Linked DNA regions of Mus musculus: regions 2, 3, 4 and 5 are each linked to region 1. Evidence: chromatin contacts called from public ChIA-PET, HiChIP or PLAC-seq, Micro-C and promoter capture Hi-C data. All regions are on one chromosome and are shown on one strand. Each heading gives the region's core, a stretch centred on a gene start, on an enhancer-like site or on the middle of the called end of the contact. The rest is flanking DNA. Distances are from core to core; before and after follow the strand shown.

Region 1 (2,700 bases), core at 185-2,684:
ACTGACTGCTAGTGATAAAATGGCCTTTGGTTTTTCCTTTTTCCAGACAGGGTTTCACTACGTGTAGCTCAAGCTGTCTAGAAACCAGGCTAACTTTGAACTCAAGAGATCCATCAGCTTCTGCCTTCTTATGCTGGGATTAAAGGCATGCACCACCTCATCCAGCTAGAAAAAGGATTTTAAATATAAGGGGAGGGGGGAGGCTACATCCGTCATTTTACTTTAGTAATAAAAGTTTATTAAATAATAGAGAATAGAGAAAAAACGGCCGGGCAGTAGTGGCGCACGCCTTTAATCCCAGCACTTGGGAGGCAGAGGCAGGCAGATTTCTGAGTTCGAGGCCAGTCTGGTCTACAGAGTGAGTTCCAGGACAGCCAGGGCTATACAGAGAAACCCTGTCTCGAAAAACTGAAGAAAAACAAAACAAAACAAACAAGATTAGAGAGAAACCCTGGTGTGGTGGCACGTGCCTTTAGCAGGAGCACCTAGGAGCACCTATATACCAGGCAGAGTTCAAGGCTAGCCTGGTATATAGAGGGAGTTCCAGGACAGCTTGGGTTGCACAGAGAAAGCCTTTCTGGAGAAACAAAACAAAAGAATAAAAAAAAAGAATGACTTCAAACGAGAAATGCAGAGGATTAAAGAGATGTGCCTTTAAGTCATGTAACTTCAGCAACACTGGCCCCGCTTTAATAGGGCTGGGTCTGACTGCATCAACCCTTTTTGAAAATGAAGACAAAGAAAGAAAAGCCACATTTAAAAAAAAAATCTACTGCACCATATTGCAACATGCGAACACGGAGGAACATTCTGGTACGATCAAAGCCTCAGTAACCACACCGGACTGGTTCTTGCTGGCCACGGGGAACTCATTTTCATAACGGAGCTCCGCAACCCATGGAGAGGCGGGAACCTCTCCCTCGGAATACAGTCCCCGGGCATAGTATACAGTTGTTACATAAACTAGTGCACCGAGAAAGCCCCGTGATGGCGCACACCCTCCTCTCCTAAAATACTGGAGTCGGTAAGCCGAGGACCCAGGACGGTCCCGAAGGCTGCCGTCAGCATGGACTAGCTGCCGGCTCACAAAGCGGATCGTTGGCTGCTAGCGTGGCGCGCAGGCGCCGCAAGGGCGAGGGCGCGATCCGCGATCCGCTGGGCCGCGCGCCCTCTGCCCCGCCTACGAAACTAGCAGCCCGCTGGGGAGCGGCTGCAGCGCGAGGGCGGGAAGCGAGCGCCGGGCCAGCACCTGCCAGGCCCGGTGGTCCCGCCCTTCGGCCCCCTAACTGCACAAGGCTGTCCTTCCCCTTCCGCCCCTCCCACATTCCCCGGCGGCACAGGCCCCACCCCCGTCGTGCGGCCGACCGGCCGTCTGTGACGTCAGCAGCCCCCGCCCCCCTGAGTATAAATACTGGCGTCTCTGGCACCGCCTTCCCACACTCTCTGGCTCAACTCTCGCCGCGGTGTTTCCGTTTTTCTCTCTGGTTGTCTCCTGCTCTGCTCTTCTCATCCTTCTCGCTCTGCTGCTCTGCGGAGTGACGAGGCTGAATCCTCTCCCCACCCAGTTCGCGCCTTTCTTCTTTTTCTCGCGCCGCTCCATTTCTCCAGTTCGGCTGCCGCCGCCACTGCTGCTCAGCTGGTGTCGGTGCCGCGCGTTTCCCCCACGTCGTCCCCGCAGCCTATGGCCCAGGCCGCCTTGGGTATTTCTGCTCAAGGTAACCACATCCCTCTTTAAAAATTCCGCCGAAAAAGAGAAGACGCTTTACCCGACTCTTTGGGCCGTTATCTCACGTGAGTACCGGACTTAGGGGCGCGGGAGGGTCCGGCGCCTGGGCTGGGCCACGCCGCCCTCGGTGTCCCCGCAGTGCCCCGCAGCCGGCGGCCTCGAACATGGCGGCCGGCGGCGTGTGTGGCGGCTGCCGGTGGCCCGGGCGGCGGCCGGCGCCTCGCGACCCAGGGCGGCAGCCGACAGCCGCGGTTGAGCGAGGGGGCGTGTGCGCGTGGGGCCGCGCTCGGGGGCAGGCTGGCGGTGGTCGCTGTTCCCTCTCGGCGGCATGCGGCCCCCACCCCACTCCCGTGGTGCATTGCTGTTTCCGGGGAGGGGGTCCGGCGGCAGCCTGGAGGGCTGGGGGTCCCATCGCCCTCTCCCTGTCTCAGTGCCTGCAGGGGGTTGTGGTGCGGAGTGGACGGGCTGCGGCGGCCGGGGCTCCGGGTTATGAATGGAGCGGGGCGGGCCTCGAGCCGGCATCTGGTGACAGCTGGGAGGAGGCTGGATTCTTGCGGGCGGGAGAGGGGGTGCGGAGTGCGCGCTCCCCCTCTGGCGGTGGAAAGTTGACCTCACTCGGGGCCGGCGGCGGGGAAGCCCCGGTGTCAAGTAGCAAGCGAATAGGCCTTTGGCCCTTTCTGGAAACCTCGGCGCTGCTGACCCGCCCCTGCGGCTCTCCTGATTGGGCCAAGTCGCTTTCACTTACCCCAGTCACCTCCTGAAGCCTGGAGATTAGTCACCATGGCTTCGTTTTCTGGTCCTAGCTGTGATCGCGGGGCAGAAAGAGGGCGAAGGGTAGGTTGATGCGGCTTATCAAGGACTCTGTTGGCTGCCAGCGGTTAGTAGTGTTTAAACGTTTTATGGTATTAAGTATCATGAACGTGTGTTACTGGCTGAACGAAGCAAGCAGTTTACACTGTTTACAGCCTCAGGAT
Region 2 (2,700 bases), core at 134-2,633, 700 kb before region 1:
AGTGTGTTTAATTGGAGGCTGCTGTCCTGTCTACTGACAGTCACAGGACTATGGTCTGTGCACCTTTGCACTTCGAATGTCCAATTTGACATGAATCCTAGAGGACCTTGGCATTAGGATTTCAGTTTAGAGATCACAGCTTTTGTTTTTAACATTTTGTAGATTTTTGTAGAGCTTATTTAATTTTTTCACAACGAAATGTTATGATGGTGCTGAAACTCTAGTCAAAGCATCTCATTTTTATTTATTTTTTTATCTTCTACCCACAACTGGCCAAAAATGAAAACTCTTCTTCAGTATCAAAAGATTTCCTGTTCCAGGGCTGGGAAGAGCAGCTCAGTAGCTCAGAGAGTAAAGTGCTTACTATGCAAACATGAGGACATAAATCCACATCTCCCCGAATCCACAGAAAGCCAGACATAGTAGCCCACAGCAAGTGTAGTCCAGTGCTCCTACGTCGGGATCAAAGATGGGGACAGGAGAATTTCCGGATGCTTGAGAAACAGCTAGTCTGTCTTACAAAGCTTTCTAAAAACTAAGAGCCTGTGTCAAGGTGGAAGGAGCAGGTGAATACTGGATGCTGTCCTCTGACCTCCACATGAATGCATGTCACACCCACACACATAAAGAAATATGCACACACACATTAAATACACACACAAAGACTAAAAGATTTCATATCTCATATATCTTGTGTAAGCTAAAGTTAATGCAAATTTTTAAACAAAGTTTAATTTGTATCTAGCCTTCAAAAAACTTTTCCTGCTCCTTAAGTGTGTTCTGGTCCACACTGTTTTATGCAAATAGCTACACTTACTGCAATTAAAATTTACTGATCCAGAAGTTAAGCATACCATTTTTATGTCAATACCAATTTTTGCTGATCTTGTAAAAACGTCAAACCCAGACAAGATTTTTAAGGATAAATTATAAATAACTGTCGTAGACACTGCCAAACTTTACAGTATCAATCCTATTAACCCACGACTTATTTCTTGTTCTTCCACATGATGAGATACATTCCTTCTACTCTAACCTAGGCATGATCATAAAACATGCTTTGTACAAAATGTAAGCAGAAGTTATGCATGCACTTCTGAGAAGAAACTTAAGGAGACAATTTGATTCAACACTGTTCTCTACTGCTCTATGCACAACATTACAGAGAGTGTGTGCATACATAATAGTCTATGCCGGGGATGATAATGGTGCAGAATAGACACACGCACCCCGTAGCCCAGAGAAAGAATCATATAGAATAAAAAGTAAGTCAATGCTGTTCTACATATGGGCATTTGAGGACAGCATCGTCTATGACAGGCAGCCTATTAAAAATCCACTGCCTCTCGGTTCCAAATCTACCCTTCTCTGCCCAGCTTTGTATTTTTCCCTGGGGTGCAATGTTAAGATTTGACAGTAGAGGGAGCCATGATGACATTAAAGGAAGAAATGTCTCCGTGCTTTGTTGCTTTTGTTTACATGGCTACCTGGAGCTAATGAATACCCACTAGTATTAGACCTACTTGTATGCTTCACCAGCACCCCACAGGCCTTCCTTCCAGCAAATTCTGGAGGCACTCCCACCGGCAAGCTCTTAGTAAATCTGACTGACATTCCAATAAGCTTCCCAAAGGGTTCCTTGAGCACCACAGGCAGCCTATCCACCAAGGCCAACAGCCCCCACAAATGACTTCCTTTCATAAAAACAGACGACTTTGTTTGCCCTAGCTTGGCAAGCACCAGACAGCAAAGTGGGCCGCAGCCACACCTCCACAGTGTCTGAATCTCAGCCTCAGGCACAAAGGAAAAAGCTTCGTCCATTTTTTTCAATTCATGGGTACTCTGCCTCAGGATAATCTATATTAATGTTTTTCTGCTCAAAGAACTATCGTAGCTTCTATATTCTAACTGGACTCTGAAACATGGTCTATGCTAGCATATAACACAATAAATGGTAATATGAATGTATGTTAATATTTAGGGGTTATTTGTTGGATTTTATTTCACAGCTACTTCTAACATCCATGACTGCCAAATGATCTGATCACACTTTAAACACAGTCATAAAGCTGAACTCACAGAACTACTTTTTTCATTTAAACACACTCTTTGCTACTAATTCCAAAAGAACAAAATTATATACACACACACACACACACACACACACACATATATATATATATATATATACACTTTACTGTAAGAAAAGGAATAACCCCTCACAAACTATGCAGTCACTTGTTTCCCAGCTGAGGCTCTGTATTGTAGGCTGCAGTCTTTAGGGCAGGCATTTGAAAAGTATACTTTCTGCATTTTGCATTTTCTTTGATTGTTGTGTCCATGTTCTCTATGGAATCTTCTGCACCTGAGATTCTCTCCTCCATCTCTTGTATTCTGTTGCTGATGCTCAAATCTATGGTTCCTGATTTCTTTCCTAGTGCCTGGCAAACACAGAAGTGGATGCTCACAGTCAGCTATTGGATGGATCACAGGGCCCCCAATGGAGGAGCTAGAGAAAGTACCCAAGGAGCTGAAGGGATCTGCAACCCTATAGGAGGAACAACAATATGAACTAACCAGTACTCCCCGGAGCTCGTGTCTCTAGCTGCATATGTAGCAGAAGATGGCCTAGGCAGCCATCACTGGGAAGAGAGGCCCCTTGGTCTTGCAAACTTTATATGCCTCAGTTTAGGGGAACGC
Region 3 (2,700 bases), core at 157-2,656, 520 kb after region 1:
GAGGTGGTGGAAGGCGTGGCTGGAGAGGAGGATCATCATGATGAACAGGAAGAGCACGGGGAAGAGAATGCTGAGGCTGAGGGACATCACGATGAGCATGATGAAGACGGTACGTGGGAGTGGGAGGAGTCAGGTGCCTGGAGAGCAGCCTCGTTTGCTCTGCAGTAACCGAATTCTTTTCTTCTGAATTTCTCTGTAGTATTTTTACAGTTTAGGAAGTAAGTCAACATACATCAAATAATTGTATTTGCTAAAGGAACTTGTTTGTGTGAGTCAGGGTGTTGTGTACCCCAGGTCTCCCTCAGACTCACTGTGGAGGTGAGCATGGCCTTAGGCTTCTCACCCTTCTGCTTCCACTTCCCAACTGCTGGGACTAGAGGTGTGCATGACTATGCCAAGATCCAGTCAGAGCTACACGCACGCACACGCACACGCATCGAGCAAGCACTCTACCAGCTGAACTACATCTCTAGCCCACCTTCTTTTCTTTCATTCTAATGGGGAAATGGTTGATGGCTCAGTGGGTAAGGACATCATTGTCCAGCCTGTGACCTGAGTTCATTATTATTCATTTACTTATCATTTACTTATGTGTGTGTAAGTGTTTGTGAACATAAGTATGCATTTGCGTGTGAGGTCAACAACAATGTAGTATTTTGTCTCCCTCGCACTGGATGAGATCTGATTTCAGACCTTGTACTACTGCTGCCTGTGCGCTGAGCTGTCTCACTAGCCCACGCAGTCTATTTTCTTTTTTCTTCTTTCTTTTTTTTTTTTTTTTTGTTTTTGAGACAGGTTTTCTCTGTCTCTCCTGGAATTCACTGTGTAGACCAGGCTGGCGGTGAACTCAGAAATCCTCCTGTCTCTGCCTCTGGGTGCTGGGATTAAAGGTGTGAGCCACCACGCCTGGCCGGCATGTTTTCTTAAAAACTACTTCAGTGGTAAAATATTCAGCACTTTGGAAGCTGAGGCAGGGTTTCAAATTTAAGGCCAGTCTGGGCAACATAGCAAGAGCCTGTCTGACTTTTTTCCCTCTAAAGGAAGTCAGTCATGATTCAGCAGTGGAAAGTTTGGTGTGGAGAGAACAGGAAAGGAGTCTATAATCTCCGGAGATTTAGCGGCTGTGTGCTTACAGTCAGTGTTTTGTGTTGGCGATCCCCATGCACTCCTAAAGATTGTACATACAGTCTTTACGTCTCTGTGTAAGTCAGGTACCTGAACTGCAATATTAGAATGTTATTTATCTTGACATGTTAGTTAAAAAACAAGGTTTTAAGTTCTTTCTTGAAGAAAAAGAGATGAAAACAGGGCAGGTGGATGTGGGTGCTGCCCAGACACTGGGGCTCTGCAGGGCAGGAACTAAATTGTTGTGCCAGAGTCTACTGATTACAGTACTTGAGTAATTTGTCCATCGTGAGCAGCCAGTACTTTTTTCTGCAGAGCAGCTGGCTCTCTGATTTCTTTTCCCTGTCTTAACCACTGTGCCTTCTTAGTTCCTACTCGTAGGATAGACCAGCTTTTCACACCTATATTGATTATTTGGTGAAACTTTTGCCCTTTTTATTTATTTACTACTTTTCTAGGAAGTGACATGGAGCTAGATTTGTTAGCAGCAGCTGAAACGGAAAGTGACAGTGAAAGTAACCATAGTAACCAAGATAATGCTAGTGGGCGCAGAAGTGTTGTCACCGCAGCCACTGCTGGCTCAGAAGCAGGTATGTTGTTGCTTTATGGGTTAGCTGTTTTCAAAGGGAGTTTATAATTGTATGTCTGATGGGTAGCCAGAACCTTTTTGTAATTTTATTTCTTTTTCTTTGACAGTTCTTATTAGCTTTTGTTTTAGTAATGGATTAGTTTTAAAGTTTATTTCAAAGAGTTCTTTTCTAATTGAAATATTTTTATGATGGCTTCACAGTATTATATATTACCTGTCACAGTTGAACATAATATTTTGAGAGGCACATTGTAAAGTTAATTATCAATGAATTTACAGTGTTTTTGGTTTTAAAAATTAAAACTTTAGGAGCGAGCAGTGTTCCTGCCTTTTTTTCTGAAGATGACTCTCAGTCAAATGACTCAAGTGACTCTGACAGCAGTAGCAGTCAGAGTGATGACATAGAGCAGGAGACCTTTATGCTCGATGAGCCACTAGAAAGGACAACGAATAGCTCCCATGCAAATGGTGCTGCCCAGGCTCCTCGCTCCATGCAGTGGGCTGTCCGAAATCCGCAGCATCAGCGAGCAGCAAGCACAGCTCCGTCCAGCACATCTACGCCAGCAGGCAAGTCTGGAAACTCGTGTCATTTCTAGGAGTGTTCCAACATGTTTATCTAGACAGCAACGTTTTATAAACATGCCTTTTGTTGAGTATCAAATATAAGAAGTACATAAACCTTACTATATCAAGACTTCTTACTCTCTGCACTGTTGCTTTGGGCTGGGTGATTCTTATCTTTGAGGTCTTTTGTCAGGTGTTGCTTACACCCATTGCCTTTATCTGGTAGACATCAGTAGTATTCCCAGCCCTGTGTTCTTCACGACTCTCCTTGTAACAGCTAAAAGTGTCTGCACACATTGCCAGATGCTTGCTTTTGTAGTGGTTATGAAGTACAGAATTATTCCTGGATGATAATGTATTAACTTCTTGTCCACCTTAACACTCTCTTCCCCCAAACTTATATAGGAGAGGTATACTTTTTT
Region 4 (2,700 bases), core at 110-2,609, 570 kb before region 1:
TAACAAATTAGCCGGATGTGGTAGCGCACACCTTTAATCCTAGCACTTGGGAGGCAGAGGCAAGCGGATCTCTGAGTTTGAGGCCAGCCTGGTCTACAGAGTGATTTCCAGGACAGCCAGGGCTAAAAGAGAAATCCTGTCTTGAAAAACCAACAAAACAAAACAAAGAATGTAACAAATTAATGTAATAAATGTAAATAATATGTAAAATGTAATAAAACCATGTTCTAAGTCACATATGGGATTCTGGGTCAGCTCTTACCCTTGGCAACATGTACCTGTGGAGTTTTTATTTAAGTGAAAAATAAATTTATTTTAAAAATAAGTCTCAATTTGGCCTTTCATTTACTTACTGTAGCTAAAACTTTCTAGGTAATACAGACTCCAGTGCTGATGCTAAATTCTGTCTTTCTTCAACCAACTGTCATGGTGGGCCTATGCTTCTCTGAATATTGTTATAACTTGTATGAAGAGTATCTACTTGGGAACCTTAGTGTGATAACATAATTTCTTCAACATCCCTCTAGTAGCTGAGGGAAAGAGTTGGTCCCACCATAGTATGTTTGTCCTCATTCTTAAGATGGTGCAGAGTGGCAAGCACAGGCAAGAGACACAAATGTTTTCACAGTCAAAGAGATCCATCCACATCCTTGAACAACCTCTGCTTGTTTTCTTTCCCCATCCAGTCATTAGCGCTGTCTTTAAGACAGTGGTAGCGATCTATACTTGTGACCGCTGTTCACTCCAGGTAGTGAGTATTACTGCTTCAAGTTGCAGCCTATAAGAGAACTTTCCCTTCACTCATCCTTTGGGACTATGGTGCTACAGCCTTGGATTCAATCAGCATATCTTTTGTGGGCCAATATGCTAGGTTCATTTTTAAATTTTCCAATCAACTGTTCAGCTGTGCCCTCCCCCCAACCTTGAGCAGGCTGGCTCAGACCTTGTTTGCTACAGTTGCTAGCTCACCTATGGTGGAGTCTTCCAACCTAGGTAAAGTCTATTGTCTGCCACACCTGCAGCTTCCTGCAAAAAGCTACCTGCTGAGCAGCTGAGCTTGTTTTCCTGACTGATCCTGACAAAGACCAGGACCACGTGGGGGATGGGTTCCCCCCTCCTTTATAAGCTCAGACTCATAAGTAAACATTAGGCCTTGATCAGAGAACTTTGTCTTGGCTCCCATCTTTCCTTTCAGGAACCCAGTAACCTGTGGTCACTGGTGGCTACATTCAGCAACACAACATGAGTTTGTCTTGAAGCAATTTGAGCTCAGGAATCTTGTTTGTAACTCTGGACTTCCATGCTGTGTTTCTTAAATCTTTCACAATCTCCTTCCTACACACAGCCTAAGAGACACTGAGGTCATGGTGACAGATTCAGGCCACATGGATCACATGATGTTTCTACCAGAGCTCACTACAGTAAGCCAGAAGCTATCTTTAAAAAACAAACAAACCAGCCATCTTCAGTAAAAAGCATAGTTTTCTTTCAAATACAACAAGTCCAGTCTCTCAATGGCCTCTACAGCCCCATGCTTCATCTGGCCATATATGGAAGAAGACAGGGAGGAAAACAAAAACAAAAACAAACAAACAAACAAAAAACACTAGCAAGACCAAAGCCTCTTATCAGAAAAAAAAACAAGCGCTTCCTAGAAGTTTCCAGGAAAGAATGCATGCCTCGACTGCTGCTTTTTGGATGAGCAAACCTGGTACTTGCTAAAATTGTCACTGAATATATTTCTGTTTGCTATAGTTATTGGGTCTGCTGAATCAAAAGTACCATATGATAATGTTATTTCTGCTGCTGCCTGAATTTGCTTCAGAGCCTTTGGGGCTGGTTCTCCTTCAAAACTAATAGCCATAGAGGTAACTATACATGGGTTAAAGAATCACATTCAGATGTTATAAACTGCCCCTAAAACTCAAGAATGGCTAGAAGTGGTGTGTTGTTATTGGGGTTTATTTTTTTTTTTAGAGTTGTTTATTTGGGGGGTTGTTTTTTGTTTGTTTGTTTGTTGAGACAGGGTTTTTCTGTGTAGCCTTGACTGTCCTAGAACTCAATTGGTAGATCATGCTGGCCTTGAGCTCACAGAGATCTGCCTGCCTCTGCCTCTGTCTCTTTAGTGCTGGGATTAAAGGCTTAAGTTACTATGCCCAGCCTGTCTGTGATGTTGTTGATTTTTTTTAATGATTGCAAAAATGTCTTTCCAACAACCTGTCTTTCCCTCTTAAAGAATACATACCAACATACTTCAAGTTATAACCTCTCAGAAATTTTAGTCAAGTTGTGGGCCCCTGAATTTTTGTGGATATTAGTTCTCTCTTTCACTCTAGTTCACAAAAATCTGTAATATATATATATGCTCTGCCATCGTCTGTTGGGTGTTGGCATTTGTTTGTTCCTAGGAGCTCTATACAGATGAGGGGATGAGTGACTAGGCTGAGGAAGGCGTTCCAAATCAATTATCCCGGAGTGGAAGGACAAGGAATAAGGAGACCCAGGTATTTAGTGTTGCTGCTGAGTTTCTGATCATGGTTTATTTCAGGATACCAATGTGATATTTGTGAATGTGAAGCAGTGGGAGGAGAGATGCCAGCTGCTGTACCACATTACTGGTTGTTATAAAACTTAAACTGTAGGGCTGGAAAGATGGCTCAGTGGTTAAGAGCGCTGGTTGCTTTTCCAGAGGTCCTGAGA
Region 5 (2,700 bases), core at 189-2,688, 680 kb before region 1:
CAGTAAGCTATTTCTTTTCAAGGAGGAAGTCAACGCTTTTAGTTGTGTGTTTCTATAGCGATTATGGGAAAGTGTATTCGGTGACATGCAAGAGAACTGCCCTCCCTCTCTTTAGGCATATACAGGTTAATTTTTATAGTGAGTAACGACTTGGACAAACATTAAAGGGTTACAGATCTTTACAGATCCAGACAATGACTTTCCAGAAGCAACCGAGATATAAAAAATCATAAAACATTTAAAAGCAAACCTGTAGAAACAATCTCAGCTACAGTGCTACACTGACAAGGAATCCCAAAGTAAAGGAAAACTCATTCTGGACAGTTCCCTGGTGCTGAAGTTACACCGCCTCTAAACCGATGCTTGGGTGCTACTTTCACGCCTCCCACCCTCGCCAAAACCCCGCTGGCTGGACTGTGAGCAAACATAGTAGAACTTCACAAGCAGGGAGCAACCCAAACTGCCACGATGGTAGGAAGTGGAGTCTCCTCGGGATCCTACAGATTTACTAGTTGCAAACAGGAAGAACAGCAGCAGAGTGCAGGGTGTTAGCACCCGCCGAGGGGGAGGGGCTGGAAGATGGCGGCGGCCGCACACCCACCCGAGACGAGACGAGACCGCGCTTAGGCCCCCTCGCCCGCCCCGCAGCCTTCCTGTCCGCTGCGACCGTGGGCAGCGCAGCTCCTCCCGGGGCTGGGGACGGAGCCGGCCCTCGCAGGCGCGGGACGAGCGACCCCGGTGGCACCGGCACCCCGGGCCTGGGCGCTTCACCCGGGTCCGGCCCGGGAGCACCTGTGCACGGCCATATTGGATTCCTTGCCCCAGTCACTGCCTCCGCGCGGGGGCGGCGGGAAAGGAAATGGGACGCGAGGAGCCAGGGTTCAGCCTCATCCCGGGAGCCGAAGTGGCCCGCGGGGAAAGCCGGAGGGCGCCGGGGAAACCGCCGCCTCCCCGAGCTCGCCACCGTCACCTCAGCCGGCCTCGGCGCCCTCCCTCCGCGACACACACCCCCGCGGCTGACAACTAGAAAGCGACCCTGGCGGCCGCGGGCCGCAGCCCTCGTGGCCCCCGCGCCACCGGCGGGGAGGAAAGGCGGCGATCCCCGGCGCGCGGGCGGTCGCGGGGAAGCGGCCGAGGGGGGCGGAGGGCAGGGAGGGAGGCGGGAAGATGGAGCCGGGTCCTTACTTGAGCACGGACTGCTCCTTCTCCTCTTCTTTCTTCTGACGATCCATGACAGCCAGGATGATTTTCCTCTCCTCTTCCGTGAGGTGGCTGAGGTCCGGCATCTCGGGCTGCGGAGGAGGTTGAGAGGCCGCCGGGGTGGGAGCCGGGCGGCCCCGGGGCCCGAGCGGAGCCGACATGTTTGGCGGAGCCGAACCACCCTAGGGAAGCAGGGAGGCAACTCCGCTGGCAGCCGCGGCTCGGGCGCGGGCGGCTGGGGCAGCCTCCGGGGCTGGGACAAATGCATACAAATCAATGGCCTTCAATCCGAGGCGACAGCCCCCCTCCCCCAGGAAAGAAGGCAGGGGGAGGGGAGGGCCGAGGGGGGAGGGCTGAGGAGTGCGCTCGGGGAAATGTTTCTTCTTCCCGGGGGCGAAGGGCTGCCAAGTGAGCGGTTCGCGGGAGCGAGGAGCTGGAGGCCCCGACGCCGAGTGCGCGGAGCGGCGGGGGAGGGCGGTGGAGTAAGGTGGCGGGGACGGCTGAGGGTGGGGTGACTGGAGGGAGGCGGCCGCGGGCCGGGGCGCGAGTGTCCGGCGCGGCGGCGGAGCGGAGCGGGAAGCGCTGCCCGCGAGCCCGACCCCTGGGGAGTCCCGGGAACTCGCCCCGAGCGCCCGGAGGCGGCGAGAGCGGCCGTCCCGCCGGCTGGCGCGTCACCGGGCTCCGGGGCTCCGCGAGGGAGGACCCCTCCGGGAACCACGAGGCGCGGGCTGCGGCAGGGGACCCCAGCCCCCACCCCGGCCCCAGACGGCCGATCTTCCGGCCCGCGGCCCGCGGCTGCCAACGCCCGGACCCAAGTGAGCTCGCGCGCGCCGCGGGGCCGGCCGCCCGCCGCGCCTCATCACGCGCCCGCCCGGGGTCCCGCCGCCGCCGCCCCCAGTGTCCGCGGAGTCGGCGCGGCGGGCCCGCTAGGTGCACTCGCCCGCGCCGCCTCTGCCTCGCCGACTCTTCCCGCCGGGCCCGTGTCCCCTGCGAACCGCCCAGGCCCGGACTCGGCCGACGCTCGCCCCGGACCCTGCTAACGGCTGGGGCGGGGCGGGGAGCTGTGAGGAGCAGGGCGGCGAGGGAGCGGGCGCCCCGGGGTGCGGGGCTGTGGGCGGTGGGGGCGGGAGGATCTCAGGTGGCTGGCGCCGAGCCTGAGGGACCGGGCGCCCCCCGAGCTGTCCCGGGCGGGGTACTGGACCCTGGACGAGGGAAGATCGGAGCAGGTGGGTGTCCCTGCGGTGTCAGCGGCCCGGGACTCGCAGCGGGGAAGAGCCTGAGGGAGTGGAAAGGACCTGGGCGGGAGTGCGGAAGTTCTGGAAAACTGGGTTGTCGGTACCCGCTGCACGGAGAGGTACAGAAGACAGGATGCTGGGGCGGTTTGCCCGAGGCGATTGGAAGGTGTAAGAGGGAAAGGGTCAGATCACGTCCCCGGAGGAATCGGGCCGTTCAGCCCCTTTCTGCCGGTCACTCTAATCTAGAGAAGAGTCGTTATTGGAG

Evidence for each region. Promoter capture Hi-C pulls out the DNA fragments that hold promoters and counts their contacts. A called contact is a pair of places that touch in the nucleus more often than the background predicts. ChIA-PET counts read pairs in DNA pulled down with a chosen protein or histone mark. HiChIP or PLAC-seq counts read pairs in DNA pulled down with a chosen protein or histone mark.
Region 2: a contact with region 1 is called in a promoter capture Hi-C map of stem cell-derived epiblast-like cells, with 3 times the contacts expected there. The contact joins the enhancer-like site here to the promoter of Azin1 in region 1. A contact is called at or near these places in 14 of 39 promoter capture datasets (the 3T3-L1 cell line, 3T3-L1-derived adipocytes, the C10 cell line and 9 more), 1 of 15 datasets of contacts at CTCF or cohesin (the NIH/3T3 cell line), 10 of 484 Hi-C or Micro-C datasets (the Ba/F3 cell line, cardiomyocytes, embryonic stem cells and 6 more), 3 of 115 datasets of contacts at active chromatin or transcription factors (astrocytes, embryonic stem cells and stem cell-derived neural progenitor cells) and 1 of 9 other capture datasets (adipose tissue).
Region 3: a contact with region 1 is called in an RNA polymerase II ChIA-PET map of effector CD8 T cells, with 21 read pairs. The contact joins the enhancer-like site here to the promoter of Azin1 in region 1. A contact is called at or near these places in 15 of 39 promoter capture datasets (the 3T3-L1 cell line, 3T3-L1-derived adipocytes, the C10 cell line and 9 more), 1 of 15 datasets of contacts at CTCF or cohesin (the NIH/3T3 cell line), 15 of 484 Hi-C or Micro-C datasets (cortical neurons, differentiating embryonic stem cells, embryonic stem cells and 6 more), 15 of 115 datasets of contacts at active chromatin or transcription factors (acute myeloid leukemia, astrocytes, bone marrow-derived macrophages and 7 more) and 4 of 9 other capture datasets (adipose tissue, embryonic stem cells, liver and 1 more).
Region 4: a contact with region 1 is called in an H3K27ac HiChIP or PLAC-seq map of embryonic stem cells, with 6 times the contacts expected there. The contact joins the enhancer-like site here to the promoter of Azin1 in region 1. A contact is called at or near these places in 6 of 39 promoter capture datasets (the 3T3-L1 cell line, the C10 cell line, hippocampal neurons and 2 more), 7 of 484 Hi-C or Micro-C datasets (CD4 T cells, the G1E-ER4 cell line, the N1E-115 cell line and 4 more), 6 of 115 datasets of contacts at active chromatin or transcription factors (the SCID.adh cell line, bone marrow-derived dendritic cells, bone marrow-derived macrophages and 2 more) and 3 of 9 other capture datasets (adipose tissue, liver and pancreatic islet).
Region 5: a Micro-C map of embryonic stem cells shows a contact between it and region 1, with 4 times the contacts expected there. The contact joins the promoter of Rims2 here to the promoter of Azin1 in region 1. A contact is called at or near these places in 4 of 39 promoter capture datasets (cranial neural crest, embryonic stem cells, frontonasal cranial neural crest and 1 more), 8 of 484 Hi-C or Micro-C datasets (LSK cells, embryonic stem cells, extraembryonic endoderm stem cells and 1 more), 14 of 115 datasets of contacts at active chromatin or transcription factors (astrocytes, embryonic midbrain, embryonic stem cells and 3 more) and 2 of 9 other capture datasets (adipose tissue and embryonic stem cells).

What each region holds. Positions count from the first base shown.
Region 1 is chr15:38,518,000-38,520,699 of GRCm38.p6, reverse strand. It overlaps Azin1 (antizyme inhibitor 1), which reads left to right and starts at 1,434. Exons shown (of 12, transcript NM_018745.5): 1 at 1,434-1,791.
Region 2 is chr15:39,216,169-39,218,868 of GRCm38.p6, reverse strand. The region is part of intron 1 of Rims2 (regulating synaptic membrane exocytosis 2); the gene reads right to left. Among named protein-coding and RNA genes, the nearest start is that of Rims2, 19 kb to the right of the region's middle. Within about 2 kb of position 1,383, at least 37 of the 459 cell types and tissues checked have an H3K27ac peak or open chromatin away from gene starts, as enhancers often do. A contact at or near this core is called in astrocytes and stem cell-derived epiblast-like cells, where this site is marked.
Region 3 is chr15:37,997,302-38,000,001 of GRCm38.p6, reverse strand. Ubr5 (ubiquitin protein ligase E3 component n-recognin 5) reads left to right here. Exons shown (of 59, transcript NM_001112721.2): 36 at 1-109; 37 at 1,584-1,715; 38 at 2,024-2,281. The region is part of intron 1 of Gm49085 (a long non-coding RNA gene); the gene reads right to left. Among named protein-coding and RNA genes, the nearest start is that of Gm49085, 37 kb to the right of the region's middle. Within about 2 kb of position 1,406, at least 11 of the 459 cell types and tissues checked have an H3K27ac peak or open chromatin away from gene starts, as enhancers often do. A contact at or near this core is called in effector CD8 T cells, where this site is marked.
Region 4 is chr15:39,088,855-39,091,554 of GRCm38.p6, reverse strand. It overlaps a transcript of Slc25a32 not described here. Among named protein-coding and RNA genes, the nearest start is that of Cthrc1, 13 kb to the right of the region's middle. Within about 2 kb of position 1,359, at least 30 of the 459 cell types and tissues checked have an H3K27ac peak or open chromatin away from gene starts, as enhancers often do. A contact at or near this core is called in bone marrow-derived macrophages and embryonic stem cells, where this site is marked.
Region 5 is chr15:39,197,024-39,199,723 of GRCm38.p6, reverse strand. It overlaps Rims2 (regulating synaptic membrane exocytosis 2), which reads right to left and starts at 1,438. Exons shown (of 27, transcript NM_053271.2): 1 at 1,186-1,438. The coding sequence starts at 1,361.